Linked DNA regions of Triticum aestivum: region 1 is linked to region 2. A link is a contact called in public Hi-C data. All regions are on one chromosome and are shown on one strand. Each heading gives the region's core, a stretch centred on a gene start, on an enhancer-like site or on the middle of the called end of the contact. The rest is flanking DNA. Distances are from core to core; before and after follow the strand shown.

Evidence for each region. Hi-C and Micro-C count contacts between places; a contact is called where the count stands out from the background.
Region 1: a Hi-C map of leaf shows a contact between it and region 2, with 5 times the contacts expected there. The contact joins the promoter of LOC123122942 here to the enhancer-like site in region 2. A contact is called at or near these places in 3 of 5 Hi-C or Micro-C datasets (all in leaf).

The regions. Positions count from the first base shown.
Region 1 is chr1B:341,111,164-341,115,969 of IWGSC CS RefSeq v2.1, reverse strand. It overlaps LOC123122942 (7-methyl-GTP pyrophosphatase), which reads right to left and starts at 2,739. Exons shown (of 11, transcript XR_006460436.1): 1 at 2,477-2,739; 2 at 2,322-2,393; 3 at 2,167-2,241.
Region 2 is chr1B:340,668,961-340,673,737 of IWGSC CS RefSeq v2.1, reverse strand. No RefSeq gene overlaps it. Among protein-coding and RNA genes, the nearest start is that of LOC123091165, 91 kb to the left of the region's middle. Within about 2 kb of position 2,722, at least 6 of the 8 cell types and tissues checked have an H3K27ac peak or open chromatin away from gene starts, as enhancers often do. A contact at or near this core is called in leaf, where this site is marked.

The DNA.
Region 1 (4,806 bases), core at 1,490-3,989, 440 kb before region 2:
TGACGCCCACGGCAGCCGCTCACGCTTTGTGCCCAGCTGCGGCAACCGCCGCGCCCCGCTGCCACCTGACAGCGCTCACGTAAAAGGTTGCCCTACACCGGCCGACATTCTCCAGATCCTCTCTGTCTAGGTGCAGTCATTGCTGATTTTTTAGATTATATTCTCTTTGGAATAGTTGATTGACATACTAATACTCTCATGGAGTGCATGCAGAATTGTTAGTTGTGGGTATGGGGAGATGTGGTTGCTCGTGTGCGAGAAATTGGCACTAATGAGTTGTCTGCTGTTGCGCACATTGCTTTTTGTTGATTCCTGCGAGATGCCCGGCCCATTCAGTTTTTGGAGTTTGCCCCCATCTAGATGGCATTGCATGTAAGATCAGAATGAGCATGCACCCTTGCGGATACTATGTTTATTCATGTATACTTACTGCTTTTTTTTAGCATATGTACTTTGACATGGTTTGCCTGCAGTCCTGCACTATAAGAGGATCAGTTGATTATTACTCCCATGGTTAGGCGATCAATGCCATCATGTTGATTGGAGATGACTGATATCACTTGGATTAAGAAATAACATAGCAGCATGATCTGGCAGAGGTTGGCACTGAAACTTGTATATGTTTTATTGTATAAATTGCTTTTGATTGAATGCTATAATCGAATTGCTGTCCATTTTCTCATGGCACAGATTATGGAGTTTGAGATATCTGCTCTAAATAAAATTGTGCGCATTCATAGTGTTTGCCCAAGGGCCTCCATGTTAACCTGCGTAACATGCACATGCTTGGCATTGAGTTTGAGATATCTGTTGAAGTTCAAATTGGCATGCTTGTTATGCTAGACCACACCTATGACTGTCAAAGGAGGCTCACTTGGAACTGATTGTCGCTAAAGAGAGCATGAAGGTGTTCTTTTTTAATTGAACTATGGGTAACTTAGGTGCATTTAACTGTTGGAAAAAGCATAGCCATTTGAAAATACGGGAGTCCTTTGTGAAGAAAAATTGCTCAGTGATGGTCATGTTGATTTTGTGTTCTTGTTAGAAGAGGGCCCCGTGAAAGGGCTCATTGCCGCATCAGTCAGGTCGGCAGCCTAGACGGCATGGTGGCGGACAAGTGTCAGCACCACGGTGGGGGTACAACCCACGTCAAGGCGGTAGTCTGCCCGGTGATAGCGGTATGTGTGAGATCAGCTGAGCCGGGTGCAAGCTCCATTGCACCGCGCGAGCCAGCAGCGCCGTCGCCATGTTCCGGCTCGACAAGCACAGGAGCTCAGAGGAGGCCGTCGTGGAGCTGTTGTCACCTCGGCAGACAACAAAGCCCACGCAGAATGACAATGGCGAGGCGACCTGGTAGTGTGGAGGAGCAGGACCATGGGGAGGTCTCGATTTTAAGTAGTGGATGGAGATCTTGGTTGCTAGCATACACAAGGTTTAAAGGATCGATTAATAAAATAAGTATTTGAGTACTATGTATTTTTTCTAGGAAATTGACACTTCGGCTTATCAATCCAGTACTATTTTCTTCATCTTACTAGCTTGAGATTGTTTCAAAGGAAGTATTGACTATCTAAATGGCTAAGAAGTCATGTGATCATAATACATTACTACTTTCTTCATGTTATATGCTTACATGGGAGAATGAATTGGTTAAAGAGGACAACAAATACCATTTTAATTTGAAGTGGTACAGTCTTGCGGAAAAACTTTTTAACAGAACTTTGAGATTTACATGTATCCGACTTATGCACATAATGGCCACACACTATGGAGGAACTTTTTAATTGATGAAATGACGTATGACAGGAACTCCTGGTGATTTATGATTCATGTAAGCCTTAGGAATATTTTAGCCGCATCATAGGAAAAATAATTTGAAAGAGAGAGTTGTGGTGAATTCAGCTATCATGATGTTAACTTGCTTCCTTTAATTGAAACTTGGCTATCATGGTGTTTACTGTCCTTCGTTCGTGCTTGCTTTGACATTGCTATGCAAAATTGATGCTTATGTATCTTAATGTGGATCATGTTTGTAAGATCAAGTGTATTGTCTGGTGACCTCGAAACACCATGGCTTTTATGGTACTCTTGTTGCATTGAAAATTGTTGACTCTAGTAGCAACGCACAGGCAATTACCTAGTAGAAAAACTGGGGAAAGATTCTACCTTGGCCTCCGCAAGAAGCATGACTAGCTCATCCGGATCCTCCCTTCTTATGCTCCTCTCGTCGATGTCCGCGGTCTGAAACCAAGAAACCCAATCCACTCAAGGAATAGCTTCAATTCTTTCTAAAGGAAACTATAACTGACAGCCCAACCCACCATGACTTGGAACTCGAACCCCATCTCGTTGAGGATGTTCTTCCTGGCCACTGACGAAGACCCCAGGATCAACTGCGACAAATTCACTCAACACATGTCACGCACTGAGACTAGCGGTGAGCCAAACGAAGGGGCTTGTTAACCGTGAGGCGAACCTTGAATGGCTGGGGGTTCGCGGTGGGGGAGGAGGATGTGGTCATTGGGGTCACGCCGGAGAGAAGGCGGGCTTCAGAGTGGCGGCGCGGAGGGGAGAGGAGGCGCTGCGGGTGGGTTCCGAGAAGATGCGGCGGCCGCTGTTGAGGACGGGGTGCGGCGGTCGCATATGGCGCCACCGGGCATAGGAGATTGCAGGGACGGTGGGAAGATTGCATTTTTCCTCCAGTCAGTAATAAATTCAACGTGGAAGAAAGAAATTTTGTACGCGACATTTTGCATCTGTCGCATATGTAAGAAGTCCTATATATAGTAATCCCTCCGTCCGGAATTTCTTGTCACGGAAATAGATGTATCTAGACGTAGTTTAGTTATAAATACATCCACTTTTATTCATTTTCGCCACATGTAATTTGGGAGTATGACCTAAAACTGGGTATGTCTCTAAAATGAGCCAAAACATCCCCTACTCAGATTAGAGCATCTCTGGCCGAATGCATAAATTTTCGTCCCTTATACGCATTCTCAAATTTCAAGCGGTTCCTCTCCGACTCCTAAAAGCATCTTTAATAGAAGCACCGGCGAGGAAGAAGGCTTCCACAGTCAAACCACGTGGTGGCGGCTCGAAGCGGCCGCTGCACGACCCTGTCGTGGCTTCATCCCGGCCGGAGAAGACGAAGGCGGCCGCGGCTGCTGATGTTTCTTCGTTGTCATCGTCGTCTGCGGCTGTGTGTTGTTGTTGCTGCTGGCGCACCTCCTCCCCTTCCCCCCTGTCCCGTCGCCGACGTGGTGGCATCGTCTCCAACTTTTTTGATGAAATGCCGCAAAGGTATTAAATATTCTTCTTCTTCTTCATTGTTCTTTTGTCGTATTGATATCAATAGAATGTGAGATTGTGTGTGCATGCATTTGTAATCTTGATGATGATACATTTATGCACTTGACAAATGTTGTGAATGAAGATTTTGTTTTTCAAGTTTTTTCATCCCAAAAATATGATATGCCATATGATGATGAGAATCTTGACAGACGAGATGTATGGCTTGGAAGCGAGTCTCTCTTGATGCCTCCGTCGGAATTGACTAATTGGCTAGCACATGTTAAAAGCGCATCAAAGAATTATTGATGAACGGAACACAAGTGGCCATTATCGACCATTGGATTCTATTCGGCATCGACGGTCCACTATAAACGTCGAATGTCAAAAATGTGGGGGTTGCTTGGTCAATGCCGATCGCATGAACCCAAGTGGTTGCAATGAAACGGACATGGTAATTGCTTGCTACATTCAAATGCTTTCTCTAAGTATGCATATGTTCCTAATTAACCGAGTTTCTTTATTGTTTATGTAGCTCATGCTTGCTCAAGGTTTCTTCCAAGAAAGAGCGAAGAACGGGAATAAGAATAAGAATAAAAGAAAATCGTTCACTTTCCAACTTTCTTACGAAGAGCTCGAGCATGAGGAGAAGTGGAAGGATCATGAAGCTTTTGAAGTTCCTAGGAGGAAGAGCTTGGTTGTTGATCGTGATGATGACGGTGTTGGTGGTGAGGAGGGGAGGATGAGCCCCACTCCTCACTCGATTCCTCCTCCCCCTCCTCACTCGGTTGCCAAGCATATAGGCCCGATGGAAGGAGAAAAGGGGGTCAAAGGCTGGAGACAATGATCTTAAAGAAGGATTTGAAGCCATTGTCATTGCGAGAAAAGAGTATGCTGAATAAAAAAGAGTCTTGAAATTGAAAGAAATGGAGGAGATGGCGAGCGACTGCTACTTCTCGAGCATGCGTTGGTTTTTTCTTTGAAGAGGAAAGGGTGATACAACAAAGTAGAGATAAGTATTTCCCTCAGCTTGAGAACCAAAGTATCAATTCAGTAGGAGACAACACACAAATAACTGAATACCTGCACAAACAATCGAACAAACTTGCACCCAACACGATAAAGGGGTTGTCAATTCCTTCACGGTTACTTGCAAGAGTGAGATCTAATAGAGATAGATAAACGATATAGTAAATATTTTTGGTATTTTTGGTTTATAGATCGGAAAGTAAAAGATTACAAGAATAGTAGATCGGAAACTAAGATTGTAGATCGGAAACTTATATGATGGAAAATAGACCCATGGGCCATAGGTTTCACTAGAGGCTTCTCTCAAGATAGAAAATAATACGGTGGGTGAACAAATTACTGCCGAGCAATTGATAGAAAAACGCAAAGTTATGACGATATCTAAGGCAATGATCATGAATATAGGCATCACGTTCGTGTCAAGTAGACCGAAACGACTCTGCATCTACTACTATTACTCCACACGTCGACCGCTATCCAGCATGC
Region 2 (4,777 bases), core at 1,473-3,972:
GCTCGCCCCGTTTGCTGCCGCCTATCCTTCGTTCGCCCCGTTGTCGCGCCCCTGCCGAGCATCGCCTCTAGTCATGGCCATCTTCTGCCGGCCGCCCCCTCAGCCACGCTGGCCGCACCTCTGCCCTCCACCGTCGGCCGCTTGCCTCGCCTGCTGCGTGTTGCTTCCTGCTGATATGCGCTGCTCTACCGCTGGTACGCTACTGCGTCATGCCCTCGACACCGCCGTGGACAAATGTGGCGGAGGGATTGTTAATGGAGTACGAGAAGGAGGTGGCGGAGAAGGTGTGTAGAGGCAGGAGGTCTGGGGCGGTGTCACCTGGCTGTGGTGGAGGTGTTTATGCGAGAAGGAGCCGGAGTGAAAGGAGAGGTCACAACTGGAAAGAATCGCAAAAAAAAAATCATAACCCGGAGATCTCAGTTAAAAAAATGCTAATATCGATGGAGGGGTGATTTCTTTCAATAGGTGGAAAATATAGGAAATATTGGTTATTATCAAGGAAAGGTAAAAATTTAGGAAAGTTAGGATTTTTGAACTGATTTCTATGCAAATGGGGTTTTATTGTTTGGTAACGTGATATCAGTACCTGCCCGTTTGTGACGTGTCTGATTAGGACAGTTTACAAATGTTAAGAAACTATTTATTGGGAGGAAAGTTGTGACGTGTCTGTTATTTGTTTCCTAAAACAAAATTCACTAATAAGAGAAATCGATTTATTTAGATAAGTTAGAAAAGTTAGATTAAAATGTATTATTTGTTTCCTGAAAATCTGTTATTTGTTTCCTAAGACAAATTGAACCAATAAAAGGAATCGATTGATTTGCATAATTTAAGGAAGTTAGATTAAAATATATTATTTGTTTCCTGAAAATCTGTTATTTGTTTCCTAAGACAAATTGAACCAATAAAAGGAATTGATTGATTTGCATAATTTAAGGAAGTTAGATCCGTGATTTGTTATACGTTAGGAAAGTTCTGGTTGTAATAAAGAGTGGAGAGAAAAATAAACCGATGGATCAGGGTGGGAGGGGGTAGTGGGAGGAGAGAAAAAAACCAGTGAAAATAAACCGTGGACCAGGGTGGGAGGGGGTGGTGGGAGGAGAGACGAAAAAACCCAGCGAAAATAAACCGCGGAGACGATTCACCAACTCGTCCATTAGAAGTAGAGATAAGTGATGGCTATTTATGACATGACAACATCATATAGCCAGTAGCTGACTATACTATTAACCATGTTCTATGAAAATTAATAATGTGTACTATTATGTAGTAACACTTATTGTTAACTTTGTTAGTTTCCTAAAAAAATGTTGTAGTACTCTAAGAGTTTCTATGACATTGTCATGTTCCAACTGGCTTAATCAATATGTAAAACAAATGACTATTAAAGTGTGCACGGTGGAATGAGGGCGTCCAGAGTATTGTTTCTCACAATAACTAAATGTCAGTAGTCTGAAAATTCAATTTGGGTTAGTCGATTTTTGCTAGAAGAAAACATGTGCATGAGGAAAGGAAGAAGCAGTCGCTGGCTCGCCAGAAAAGTTTCCCCATGATCTATCGTTAGCCGGAGGGGTGGAGGTGGCAGCACGACAGTGGTGCAAGTTCGTCGGACAAAAAAAGGTCAACACCGAGGTTAGAGGGATGGTCGGGGGCAGCAACACGACAGTGGGTCACGGTTGAGGGGAGGGCGGAGCGGCGATCAGCGGCAGTCAGAGGAAGAGGATAACAGTGCATTGGCATAGGATAGAAGATTTTTTTTTTGAAACTGAGACCGTAGAACAATAGTTCTACGGTAATTTCATAACGTTAAGAAAATATATACAAAGTCATACAAAACAATTACAACTTCATCTCACTCCTGCTCTAGGGAAAGAACGCATAGGATAGAAGATGATCCGGGATCCATTGAATCCTGATCAACAATTCAGTTAGAGTCGACTTGTCACAAAACTGTTTTCAGTCGACTGTCAGTTAGCCACGCCCATCGTTTTTACCTCTTGTTCGTTTGATGAACCAGGTGCTTCAAGCTTTGATGTGGTTGAGCGAATGGAACGCTTCATATTATCTAGAATTACACTACAATCACGTGACCCAAAAAATGATACGTATAAATTATTTATTCGGGTAGAGCCGGCTGCGGTGTGCAGAACGTCTCACAGCGCTTTACAAAGACAGACAAGTTCAAAACAAGCGTCTGCGTTGTTACAGATAAAACGTGTCCTTACTGTTCCTGTACCGTAACAGTACACATCCGAGAGGCGAACCAACATGTGGTTGAGATGGTTAGGTGGACAATGATATTCTCAATCCACCAGGGTTTAAATCCCGGTGCTCGCATTGTTTCTAAATTTATTTCAGGATTTTCGGTGATGCGCTTTCAGTGAGAGGAGACGTTCCCGTCGACGACGAGGTGCTTACAGTAACTTCGTAAATCTCAAGATGATATGTCGGCCCAGTCTTTCAAAAAATGCTCATAAAAATAGGGTGTGCGTGTGCGTTTGTAAAGGTAAGTGTATGCGCGTGTATATAAGCGCTTGTGTATGTACTGATGCTAAATAAACCGGATACACCCGAGGCTGTTTTCCGTTTCGGGGTTAAGCCGAGCCTGAATTTAATCGTGGAGACGACCGAGCCGACCGAGCCGAACGGTTGGAGCCGGGGCTGGAGGCCAGGCGGGCCGTGTTGGAGGAGACGTGGAGACGGGACCCACCACGTGGCTGCATCAAACACTCCCGCTGTGCGCGCGGGCCCGGTAGACCTTTCCGTGGCACGGCCTGGGTCCACCTTCGTGGCCCAGGATCCTCTGCGGCTTTAAGGATCTGCCTGTGCCGACATGCAAGGGTACGTATCTACGCAGGTGCAGCCACCTGCCGTCAGTAGGTAGCTTAATCTGGTCCGTTTGTTTGATGATTAGTGTACCGCATTAATGCAATCTGTTTGTGAATCTCTCGTATTCGAAACACAGCATCAGTCGAATACAATGTCTTTTAACCACTCGTAATAATTTCTAAAAAGGAATCATGTCATCAAGTATAGTAAGTAGGTAAGGTATAGCATCAACGTCTGAACGTGACATGCATGCATGAGTTTCCAGTAGTGTTTTCTCGTGGAGGGTCGTCATAATAACACCATATATATCCGGCCTTTGCGTGATCGCGTTCCTACAGACGCATAGCCAGCAGCTCCTGGGCGTGTGAGAGGCCGCTTATTACAAGGATCGACGATTAATACATACGGTCTAATCCCAAATCCTGCGTGCCAGCTAGACCTTAGCAGCAGCAGCTATCTAACCAATTATTAGTAATCAATCGGCAGTAGCGTACGTTGAGCAGCAGCTGTGGCCGGTACGTACGTACACGACGGCTGACGGGTCAGTCGAGCCTCGAGCGACGACGGTGCTTGTTTGGTCATCTGCGGGGAGACGACAAGGCCAGGCCAGCCCGTCCCTGCCTGTTAGTACTCCCTCCGTTCCAAAATAGATGACCCAACTTCGTACTAACTTTGTACTAAAGTTAGTATAAAGTTGAGTCATCTATTTTGGAACAGAGGGAGTATTAGCTAATAATAAGAAGCATTTAGAATTGGGAGGCGTTTGAATGCCGTACTTAATCTCACGGTCGATCGGTCGTTTCGACGCAGCATGCACCGGTCGCTGTCTTGACAGGCCGTCCAGCGCTGTTGGCGCTATGGAGGCTTCAGCCGTGCTCCTGTACGTCCTCTCCGCCTCCGGGGCGTACGTACCCCGCCGCTTAGATGTGCACTGATCTTCATCTTCTTGTTGTATACTCTTATTTTACCTACTAGTTTATTTCTCTTCTGTTGGTACAAGAAAGCTGAACTAGTACGTGCTTGGCCGTCGAGCCTCCACGACTCCACGTGAATGGATTGAATGGATGGCCCTGGCAATGGGGACACACATGATAACTCCGTGCATGGGTTGCTATGATCGATGGGACCGGCCGTGTCTTCAAGTTTTCCCATTGCTCATGATTTTTGTCGATTTAACTCCATCAAGTTGACACAAAAGCTTTTGTTTTCCCACGACTCATGTTTTTTGTTGAATTTAACTCCACCAAGCTGTCCACTTCAGCGTCCCTAGTGATATTGTTGATCTGCCATGCCCGTGGTGAGCGCTTGGCCTTGGTCCGGCATGTGTTATCTGCCATGCCCGTGCACATCTTACTCGTCATGACTCTCTCTCTTCCAATCCTCAAGAAGGTCAACAGAATCATCCGGAATTTCCTTTGGCATGGACACAAAGACGCGCGTGCGGGTTCTTGTCTTGTCAGTTGGGCGCGAGTCTGCCATCCCATCGAGCTTGGAGGGCTTGGCATTCGGGACTTACACCGCACTGGTATTTCTCTCCGCGTACGGTGGCTCTGGCTGCAGGCCACGGATCACAGTCGCCCTTGGTCTCACCTCCAGCTTCCTCATGATGCCGAGGTCGCCCAGTTTTTCCGTGCGTCCACTTCTTGGATCGTGGGTAATGGGACTTCTTGCCGCTTCTGGACCGATCCGTAGCTTGAGGGCAACTCCATCTCGACCCTTGCTCCCGCCCTGGTGGCCCTTGTCCCGCCCAGGAGGCGGCGCACCCGCACGGTCGCCACGACGCTTATTGATCGCTCGTGGATCTCTGACATCCAGGGATCGCTTGGTCCTGCGGCCACCCTTGAATATGTTGACATTTGGCGCAACGTTCAGCACGTGGTTCTCTCGTCCCAGCCTGATACCCTTCGTTGGAAATGGACCGAGAATGGCGTGTACTCGGCATCCTCCT